Regions from separate parts of the Canis lupus genome. Here region 1 is linked to region 2. A link is a contact called in public Hi-C data. All regions are on one chromosome and are shown on one strand. The core of a region is the stretch at or near the end of the contact, and the rest is flanking DNA. Distances in the headings are between cores, read along the strand shown.

The links. A called contact is a pair of places that touch in the nucleus more often than the background predicts.
Region 1: a contact with region 2 is called in a Hi-C map of blood, with 5 times the contacts expected there. The contact joins the promoter of ZFAND5 here to the enhancer-like site in region 2. A contact is called at or near these places in 4 of 9 Hi-C or Micro-C datasets (amygdala, blood and skin fibroblasts).

The regions. Positions count from the first base shown.
Region 1 is chr1:86,092,120-86,094,819 of UU_Cfam_GSD_1.0, reverse strand. It overlaps ZFAND5 (AN1-type zinc finger protein 5), which reads right to left and starts at 1,298. Exons shown (of 6, transcript XM_038527078.1): 1 at 793-1,298. It overlaps LOC106559434 (a long non-coding RNA gene), which reads left to right and starts at 1,915. Exons shown (of 6, transcript XR_005354173.1): 1 at 1,915-2,700.
Region 2 is chr1:85,912,347-85,915,046 of UU_Cfam_GSD_1.0, reverse strand. No RefSeq gene overlaps it. Among named protein-coding and RNA genes, the nearest start is that of TMC1, 96 kb to the right of the region's middle. Within about 2 kb of position 1,401, at least 10 of the 20 cell types and tissues checked have an H3K27ac peak or open chromatin away from gene starts, as enhancers often do. A contact at or near this core is called in blood, where this site is marked.

The DNA of each region.
Region 1 (2,700 bases), core at 49-2,548, 180 kb before region 2:
AATAACATGGGCCTTTCCTCAAAACACAGCTCCACGGAGTGCGTGGAAAGCGAGCAAGAATTTCACGTTCACCAGCCTAAATGCACGAAACAAAGGGGAAGGTGCTCCATTTCCTTCATGGAAGGGATCTCGGGCGAAAAACGCAGCGACGCTGGCAAAACTAAAACCACGACGACAGAAGATCCCCCCAGCCACGTTCCAGCGGATTTCCGAACAAGCCCCGGACCCCATCGGTCCCCCCATGCCCCTCTCTAAGCCGAGGCCTGGCTCGGGAGAGCCCAGCAGCAGGGCCTCCTCCAAAAACCACTGAGTCATGCAGAACAGCAGCTCCGCAGGCCGGGTCGGGCCCGCGCCGACCCCCGGCTCCGACCGGCTCGGACCGGCTCCTCGGAGGCGGCGGCGGCGACCTGGGGGGCGGGGGGGAGGGGGTGCGGCGAGCAGGGGGCCGGGGGCGCGGCCGCCGCCGCGGTCCCTTTGTCTCTCCGGGTCCGGCTGCCCACGCCGGGCGCCGCGCCGAAGGCGGCCGGGGCGGCCGCGGAGGAGGCCCGGAGCCCACACGCCGGGCATTGTTCTCCGGCCGGAGCGGGAGCCGGTGCGGGCGGGCCGGGGGCGCCGGACCTCGGGCCACGACGGCAGGATGACGCCTCCGTCTTTGTGCTCCCTGAGCCGGCCGGCTGGCCCCCCGCCCCCGGAGGCTCCGCCAGGGGCCCGCGGCCGCCCGGTGCCCCCCACTCCCACCCCCCGGCCCGGCACGAGCCGCCGGGCGCCCTCCCCCCGCCCCGCACCACTCACCCTGCGGGGGCAGGAGCGCAGGAGCCGGGCTCGCGCGACGCCGGCGCGGTGGGGCCGGGCCCAGGCCTCCGGGAGGGACGAGCCGGGCGCCCCGGAGCGGCCGCCGCGGGCCGGGAGCGGGGCGGAGGCGGAGGTGGCGCTGCCGCTGCCGCTGCCGCTGCCGCTGCCGCCGCGGGGTCCTCCTTTGTTCCTGCAGTAGCACCGAGCGTGGCCGGGACACGCCGGAGCTCGGGAAGTGGGAGGAGGGAAGCGAGGGGGGGCAGCGGAGGCGGCGGAGGGGGGACCGGAGGCCGCGGCGGCTATCGCTGCTCGCCGGCACTCGCCCGTCGTCGCCTCACGCCTCCGCCGGCGGCGGGTTGGGCCGACTCCGAGGGAGAGCGGGACGCGCGGGGGCAGGCCTGGGCGCCGCGAGGGCCCGCTGGTGGTGCTCTCCGTCGCCTCGGCTACGGCCGCGGAAGTTGCGTGGCTCCCGGGAGCGGGCGAGCCTCAAGTCCAGGTGCACCCGGGTCCCGCGCTCCGGCCGACTGACGCGCTCTCCCCGCCGGGCTCTCGGGCAGTGAGGGGAAGAGGGAGGGGGGCGGGGCCTGTGCGTCAGCGAAACCCCCGACGGCGGCGACGGGGAGCGCGGTGACGTCGCGGGCCCGACGCCCCGCCCCCCGGGCCCCGGGCCCAGTCCAGCCCGGCCCCCGCCGCCCGTCGCGCGGAGCCGAGTCACTGCGGGGCCGCCGGCCCCCGGGGTGGAGCTGCGAGGAGCGAGTCCTGTGGAGAACGCGTTTCTATTTTTAACCCGATTGTCCGCCCTCAGCCTTCCTCCTTCCGATTTTCTCGCTCAAGCCCGCTTCTCGCCATCTGAGTTCTCACGCTTTGTCTCGAGCCCTTGGCCGACATTTCCTTTTCCTCCTCACTCCCCTAACCGCCGCCCGCCCCCTCCCCCTCCCCGCCCCCGCCCCCGCCCCCGCCCCGGAGTGAGTGGGAGAGGTTTGCCTGGAGAAAAGGAAAAGAGCTCCTCTCCTCTCGCCAGCTTTCGAGGCCTCCCCGGCCCCGTTGCCCTGAAGCCCCTTCGGGCGCTCGAGGGTCCCCCCCGCCCCGCGCGCCGGAGGCCCGGTCGCCGCCGGGCAGCCGCGGGGCAGGCGGCGCTCGTGGCCCGCCCAAGGTCACGGGTGGTGGTGCCGAGTCAGGAAGCGCTCGGCCGACTGGCTGCCAGGCGGCTGGCCCGGGCGGCCCCGGCGTGGTTGTTCGGAACAAACTGTTTTGGCCAGCCTGTAAAATCCCTGGAAATCGACTATTCCAGCAAAGCGTCGTGAACTAGGAAAGCACCCAATGTTCTGCTCAAGACATTTGGAGCTGCGGGACAAACAAGCTAGACCTGAGGCAGAGCCCAGGACCGGGGCACAGTTGCAGGAGGAAGTTCAACGGCCGGGAGGGATCAGGCCGTGGAGGAGTGAGGCGCAGGCCGGCCCGGGGCTCCTTCCGCAGCAGCAGCAGCAGCAGCAGCAAAACACCCTCCTCACAGCTGATCCCTCCCGGGGACTTCAGCTCAAAAGAACAGAGTTACTAAGACAGAAAGTGCTTCTGAACTTTGGTCGTCAGCAGTGGCCCTACTGAAAAGTACAAGTGATGTTTAAGGGCTTACAGGAGCCGCCGTTAGAACGGAGCGACACAGGTCCCTTCTGTGTTTCCCCAGACTTGCTGACCAGAGAAATCACCTGGAGTGATTATTTTGAAAGATTCCCAGGCGGCTCCCCTGCTCCGCTGCAGGTGCTTTTGGTCGGTCTGGGGTGGAGCTCAGGAACCTGTTTTATTTTTTTTTATTTTTTTTAAGATTTTATTTATTCATGAGAGGCCCAGGGAGGCAGAGACACAAGCAGAGGGAGAAGCAGGCTCCATGCAGGGAGCCTGACGTGGGAC
Region 2 (2,700 bases), core at 152-2,651:
CTTGCAATGGAATGAATGGGTAAGTCCTATTCACTGGTATTCAGAGAACAGGGGATCAGACCAAGGAAGATCAAGGGATTTGGTGATGCACGTGTGTTTGAGTGTGCCTTTGAAACAACTCAGTGGAGGCACCGGGGTGGTTCAGTGCTTAAGCATCTGCCTTCGGCTCAGGTCATGATCCTGGGGTCCTGGGATAGAGTCCCACATCGGGGTCCCTGCAGAGCGCCTGCTTCTCCCTCTGCCTGTGTCTCTGCCTCTCTGTGTCTCTCATGAATAAATAAATAAAATCTTGAAAAAAGAAAAAACCCAACTCAGTGCATATAGCAAGCAGGGACATACATATATGGAACTCCAAGGGAGGTGATCAGAGATATAAACTTAGGGGTCACTCTATAAATGCTTAATGAAACTGAGGACTTCCAATGAGATCAATTCAGTTCTCTTCCTTTCTTTTGCATTTATCCTCAGTTTGAAAGCTCTGGCTTCTCTTTTTCTTGGCCTTTCCAACGTGCCACAATCCTTTCAGCCTCCGTGTCTTCTTATCTGCTGTTCCTTCTGTTTGGGGAAATGCTTCCTGTTCCCTCTTCCATAATTTAGCTCCTTTTCCTCTTTGGATTCCACCCCTGCCTCGTCCCCTGGTGGGTCCTGTGTGGCATTAACAACCAGGTACCTTTGCTTCTTTCTGTAGCACAAATCAGAGTTTGTGGCCGTGTGTTTAGGTGTGTGATATTTGCTGAAGTGTCATCTCTCCCACTACGCTCTCAGAGGTCACCATTGCTACCTGGGGGCTTGGCTCAATATCTTACCTCTAAGGAAAACCCTCTGAAACACTTGGTAAGTGTCCAGCATGCCAGTCACAGTGACGATTTCTCTCTCGGGAAGGGGGGGAAGTGGTGAGTTTTGTGAAGCTGTTGTTGGTGTTTACTCAGTGCTGAGGCAAAGTTTTGCAGGCCTCTGGGTGTGCGAACCAGCGACTGCGCCATCTGGTGGAAGCCAGGGCCGCAAAACCTGTGGTCTCAGCCTGGGCTTGTCAAGGTTGCTGAAACAATGTTGCCCTGGGTTCAGAAAAGACTCTTTTCTTACACATAAAAAAAATAAGAGTACATTTTATTAGAGGGAACATAGACTCTCTTTGAGAGACCTCGTTGGAGAAAATTGGATATGTATTGAAAATAGTGTTGAGTTTTCAAAGCAGAGAAGCGTGGCAATTGAGAAGGGCTTCTTAAAAGGACTCAGGGGGAAATAAGGAAGTTAGAGATCTCCACCCAAAGCCAGAATCAGAAAAACAGGAACAGGCATATAGCTGAGCTTCTCAGGCTGATTTGCATTTTGGAACTGGCCAGTCAGTGGGGATGTTGCTCGTCTCTAGCCATGTGTCTCATAAGCCCTTGCCGTGTCCGGTGGGAGTACCGGTTATTTTCTCTCCCTCCTGCAAGGGGCAAGGTGTCGCTGACTGGTTATGGGAATGACTAGGGCTGTGCAATGTGATGTGTGGGGGTCTGAGAGTGTAATCATTATTTTTCTTTGCTTCTAAGTTCTCTTATAATGAGGAAGAGGAGGGAGGAGGGGCAGAGGGAGAGGGAGAGAGAGAACCTCAAGCAGACTCCCTGCTGAGTGCCAAGCTTGACTCCAGGCTTGATTCCTGGCTTGATCCCATGACCCTGTAGATCAAGACCTGAATTGAGATTGAGAGCCGGGTTCCTAACCGACTGAGCCACCCGGGCTCCCCAAATTCAAATATTCTTGGGGCTACTAGTAGACTTACCGAAGGACATGAAACCAAATGGATTGATTCTGGTCAGTCACTTCCCTAGATATGATGTCCCTATTAGAGCCTTTGTATCTGGCTGCCTCATAGACTCCTGCCCAGACCGCATATTGTTTGCTCAAGAGTCTGGTGCTCTCTCTCTTCCACTCATATTCGGCCATTGTTGGGGGTCACATAGTACAGAACATAATTACTGAATCAGTTAAAGTGGCTTTAATTTAAATTGGCTTGAATCATAAGGGAATTTATTTCTTATAAATGGAAAAGTCCAGCATTAGAATGGCCTTCAGGTAAGGGTTGATCCAGTGGTTCAATGCTGTCAAAAACCCTGTTTATTTTTTTCCTACTTCAGTATCTACAGTACCAGTGTCATCTTCTTTTTTAAAGATGTATTTATTTATTTGAAAGAGAGAGAGAGACCACCAGCAGGAGGGAGGAGAAGCAGACTCCCCACTGAGCACAGAGCCTGATGCAGGGCTGGATCCCAGGACCCTGAGATAGTGATCTGAGCCCAAGGCAAGAGTTGGATGTTCAACCAACTGTGCCACCCATGCTGTGTGGGCTTTCTCTTAAGGTTGCTCTCCCTTTAGGCCCTCCTTCAGACCTCCTTCTATCCCTTTGCCTAAAAACACATCAGTTTTTCCCCCATTTCTTCTTTCAAGGGTGTCGAGATGCTGATGACTCAAGGCGAATGCTTGTAATTGCCTGGTTTTTAAGTCCCATCACCCCAGAAACTGATTAATAGTGCTTCTAGTCTCTAAAGCATGGAGATCATTTTCCTGGTGATTGTCATTGCTTTTTTTGCACATAGAAGACCAGCTAGAGTAGATGCTAGAATTCTCAGGAAGCTCTGAAGTGGAGGCATTTTTAAGGCCAGGGGAGCAGAATGTGTGTTGCATGTAATTACTCATGCAAGTGTTTTTTAATTTAAT